Linked DNA regions of Danio rerio: region 2 is linked to region 1. Evidence: chromatin contacts called from public Micro-C data. All regions are on one chromosome and are shown on one strand. The core of a region is the stretch at or near the end of the contact, and the rest is flanking DNA. Distances in the headings are between cores, read along the strand shown.

Evidence for each region. Hi-C and Micro-C count contacts between places; a contact is called where the count stands out from the background.
Region 2: a contact with region 1 is called in a Micro-C map of caudal fin, with 2.5 times the contacts expected there. The contact joins the enhancer-like site here to the promoter of plxnb2b in region 1. A contact is called at or near these places in 1 of 18 Hi-C or Micro-C datasets (caudal fin) and 1 of 4 datasets of contacts at active chromatin or transcription factors (embryo).

The regions. Positions count from the first base shown.
Region 1 is chr25:6,020,704-6,023,308 of GRCz12tu, reverse strand. plxnb2b (plexin b2b) reads right to left here and starts at 1,276. Exons shown (of 39, transcript NM_001423669.1): 1 at 956-1,276.
Region 2 is chr25:6,204,811-6,207,415 of GRCz12tu, reverse strand. All of the region lies in intron 3 of plxnb2b (plexin b2b), which reads right to left. Among named protein-coding and RNA genes, the nearest start is that of tubgcp6, 150 kb to the left of the region's middle. Within about 2 kb of position 1,300, at least 3 of the 62 cell types and tissues checked have an H3K27ac peak or open chromatin away from gene starts, as enhancers often do. A contact at or near this core is called in caudal fin, where this site is marked.

The DNA.
Region 1 (2,605 bases), core at 27-2,526:
ATAATTAAAAGGAAGTAAGACTTAAGGCTGCCATTTGACATGATATTTGAGTTAATGAATATTTGCCGAAACAAAGCCACACTTTGACTAGCCTACTGTTTTAGAAGTGATGTAAGGTGGACGTACCTGATGTAACTTCTCAAACAGCTGTCAATTTATCAACATTTATAAGATGATTTGACACATCAGATGCTGTTTAGAAACTGGATATACTATTAAAACCACTGAGAAACAAAAGCAGAGTTCATTTTAGCAAGACTGAAACTGTCAACAGCAACAAATGGACAGTCACTCACCTGTTGAGATAGTGGCAAGTCACCTAGCTAAGAAACAAACTACTAGTCATTAAATGAGTACATTCAATTAATAGCAGGTTGAGGATCAGTTTTGGTTCTCTTAAACCCGAACAAAAGGTGTCTTGACGATAACTCGAAGTACTTTAGTACAAAAGTAAGCTAGTCAGGCTGCTAAATAGACCTTTGGTAAGTCACTTTCACTTACTGTAACTCCAGCTACTTCGAGCACTTTCCGTTATCAATAACGGACAGTATATTGACGGAGGAAGCAGACAGCTATCGTTGCTAAGCAAATTAAACGTAGACTTCCAAACAAACGCGAAACGTCAACACAGTTGACGGTTAACGATAGTGGCGCCACAAGAAATTGGCGCGAGACGAACCACAACCTCAGAAAATAGTAGCTGGTCCACCTGAAAGTCACATGCTGGGTAAGTGGATGACATGCTACAGGGATACTGAATACAACTGGAGGAAATAAACAATAAACAACCCACGCTTGTTTTAATAAAGCAGTGTTACATCCACATGCAACATGCGTCTCAGTCCGGGATGCGCGTCCCATCTGAAACCACAACCGTGAACTGCTGTGTACGGTCTTTTAGAGGTTACAACGCAAAACACACTGCACGTCAAACGCAAAACACACACCGACTCACCTAGGCAGTCGGGTAGTTGCGGTGTCCAGGGCACAGATTTCCCTCAGAATGAGCGGAATAGACTCCCGGTGCACGGAAAGTTCACATGTCACTCACGCGCGGACAGACGGAGATCTGCGGTTCCAGAATCCCCGTTACCGAATAACACGCTGTAGGTTTGAACGCTCCACGCCCAGGTATTTGATCACATGATCCGTCCAGGTGTAAACGGAACACACACATACATATACACACACCTGGAGGTCTGGTCGCGCTCGCCGCCTCCTACCCGGTGACTCGCGAACGGAGGAACGGGGGAGCTGTGAGTGAGTGTGTGTGTGTGTATGTGTGAGAGTGTGTGTGTGTGTGTGTGTCTCCTCCCCTTCTCCACGCTGAGAGCTTTAAACCACAGAACAAGCGAAGACCTGATGGAAGCGAGAGCTGGAGCTTCAAGTGCTTTTAATCTACTGTAGATTAGTGAAAATGGCAGCTCTTCCAAATCTATGATTACTTTTAAAGCTCTGGTCTGGCACTTATAAAAAGTACCGTGGTATTAGGTTGTTTTTGACATACCTCGTATTTTCTTCGTGTGTAGCCTGCAAGTGTAGTATTACTTATACTAAACATATTGGAGTACTATATTACCAAAGTATTTGAATATTGCAATCTTATGACACTGTGGTAAATATGTGGTATGAAGAGATATGATTATAAAATATTAGCTATATAAAACTTATGAAGAGTAGAAAAGTGCTATAATTATGAAATTTCCTATAGTGTAAATGGAGGTTTTGCTTATTTTTATAGCCTCCGTTCTGAATACCTGATCTGTCTGGAGGTTTTCATTTATTTATTTATTTATTTATTTATTTATTTATTTATTTATTTATTTTCACAACTAAAAATACAATATGGTGCATAATATATAATATAATCAAAAAATGTTAAAACTGTGTTTTGTTATTCATGTGTTTGTTTGTTTAACTTATTTATGCTTTTTTATCTTTCCATCAACACCCTTTGAAATTGAAAACCTTTTAAAAAGTCACTTTTATTGGCATTTTTAATCGTTTAAGTGATATAAGTTTGGGTTTATGTTGTAAATTACAATACAAAAACTTGGTAATAAACTGCTAGTGCTTTTTCTGTCATTTTTCAGACTTAATACCCTCTCTATATATATTATCAATTGAATAATACAATCTTTAAAACTGCTAAAATGGCATTAAACGTTACTTCATAAACAGCACCGTTAAGTTCTTTAAAAACAAAAGTCGACAGAGAAATCAAGGTCCTATAATGCAACTCGCACCAGTAAATATACATAAAAACAGTAAATAATAAAATATAAAAGCTATTAATGAATAATCTTTCAGAGTGTAGATCCAAAAAGATTAGAATACCACTATTTCTATTCTTAATAACAATACAAACTTATCATAACCACGTTTCATATCAAAATACTTTGATTTTACCATCTGACATGCCCTCAAATATTGTCTTTAGTACTTTATTTAGGTTTATTGCTGCCATTTCTCTCTGATCTCCACATTTCCGCAGCACTGTAAGCAGAACTCAAACAACTTTTGATATTAAAAACTTTTAAAAAGTCACTTTTATTGACATTTTTAATAGTTTAAGTCATAGAGGTCTGGGTTTATGTTGTAAATT
Region 2 (2,605 bases), core at 51-2,550, 180 kb before region 1:
CGGCACTGGTGAGGAGCACTAAGGCACTCAACGCCACCTCCCAATTTTTATAAAATAAAATACAACAAATTCATTAATAAATGCAAATGAAAATGTATTTAAATGTATGTGTAATAAATATGTTTGATAATAAATGATATACATGAAAAAGCCTATAATAACATAACTTTTTAAAATTAAATAAAATAAAAGTTACTTAAATGCTTGAATGAAAAATTTGTTTCACAACTTGTCATGATAACCAGCGTACTCTATAAGATCGCTGGACTTCATTCACAATAACCATGGACTACAATTCCGCTATTTCTGGACTACATTTTCATACATGCACTCCGCTCACACATGCTTCCTCATCTAGACTGATTACACTCGCACCACCTGAGGATTGTCAGAGACTGATTGCACACACTATTTAAGCAACACACTAACTCATTCACGTTGCCGAGTCTTGTTATCTGTATAGTAACACTACAACACGTTTTCCTAGTCTTGTTTTCTTGTGTTTTGAACCTTGAGGGATGCATGCACGTTATTTTTTATTATTTGTATTTTAGTATTACTTTTAAATATATTTCTTTGTATTTTTAATATCATTTTTTTAGTTTTATTGTCTAGATTATTTTATTGTAAAGCACTTTGGATCAACTACGGCTGTGTAAATTGTGCTCTATAAATAAAGTTTGCCTTGCCTTGCCTTGCCTTGTTAGCCTTTTCATCTTAGTCTGCCGCCTGCCTTCTGACCACTCGCCTGATCTTTTGACAACGATTCTGGACTTCCCTTGTATATCTGTTAGCACCTTTGCTTGCCTGACTTTGAATAAACCTGCATGTGGATCCAAACTTCTGTTGTTTGTGTCCCTCCACTCGTTACACAACTAACATAATTTAAAAAAAAGCGTAAAATTCTTGTATATACGTAGACTTTTTGGCTCAATATCATTACAGCCCTAAAGAAATTTAATAATTTGTTTTTGATTGGCTACACAACAAACCAATGTTGTCCAATGACTGGCCGAGTGAACCTTCCTAAGTCTTAAAATGTCACTTTAAGCTAAATACTAGTATCTTGCAAAATTACTAGTAAAATATAATGTACTGTCTTCATAGCAAAGACAAAATTAAATACACATTACTTAACTTGAATATGAACAGAATATGTTGATTCATGTTGTCTTCAGACATATTTGTCGAATAAACTCACGGCGAGACAAAACATTCCCGCCTGAACCTGCTCAGACAGACACAAGTGAGGGAATCTGCAGTGAACGCTGACAGGAGGCCGCCGCAGATCAACGCCACTGATATGACACATATATGAACAACAGCGCTGCTGGCAGAACAATTTGGTGCGGTGAAACGTGTGTGGGAAAGCAGCGTTTGACCGACAGCTGGAGAAATGCTCTGTCAATCTCTGAACCTGACAGCGTTTCTAAACACAGAAGAAAAGAAAGAGCCAAAACCAGCCATTACAGGAGACAGCAGATCCACAGAGCTGACAGAAGAGAGATTCATCATGCTAACAGACGCTAGCAGACCTTTAGCACAACAGCAATACATGCTAATCATGACATCAGATCAGGCGCTAGCAAAAAAATGAAAAATGCTATGACAATGCTACAATAATAATCCATAACCAGGTTAACGATACGTTTTCTAACGTCCAATAACCATAAATTGACCTTCCAAGAATTCCCTTTAAAAACTTTTATGCTTTTTATTATGCTAACATTATTGTGGTTCGTTTTAGTTTTTTTTCCCCTCATTAGTGATGTACATTTGAGTTTTAGGTTACATCTAATGTTGATAAATAATGTTTATTCCATTATTTTTAATTTTGCGTGTGTTACTGTGATGATGTTCAGTAGTTGTGTGTTGTTTGTGATAAGCTTTGATTCATTATGAGACTTTGTCTGTGAATTCTGTCTGCATATCAAGGGAAATGATGTGTAGATGTACTTCAAAACACTGGTGTGTAATAATTAATTAATACAAATACGGTAGTTTACTGTAAAATGTTGAAAATTATTTTCAGTTTTTACCGTATTGTTAACAGTAAAGTTCAGTAAAGCGTTTTTACAGTAAATTTTATGAATATTTTGATCATGAGACTGAATTATTACAGTTTTTACTGTATTATTGTTAACAGTAAAGTTCTGGCAACCACAGCGCCCGTTTTTTTACAGTAAATTTTATGGATTTTTTTTTCATCGTAAGACTGAATTCCTTACAATTAGAGCTACGTGACACTGAAAAAAAATATATACAATATTGTTGTTGAGTATTGCGATAACGATATTTCTTACGATGAAACATTTTCTTATTTTTATTAGCTACTTTTGTAAATCATTTCTTTATTTAAAGATATTACAATAAACAGCTAAAGACATATTTCTGATCTAATTTAGACAAAAAAAAAAATGGTGTCAAACTGCAAACGTTTAGTCTTTAAAACACTGTAAATGAGTGAATAAAGTCAGACTATTCTGATTGCCTGTTGTCTCGACTCCCACCATAAGTATTTACTTTCAGCTCCAGCCAATAGCAGTACACAAACTACTGGAGGAGGCGGGGATAAAGAGAGTAAGGCCCCATCTTATAGGACACA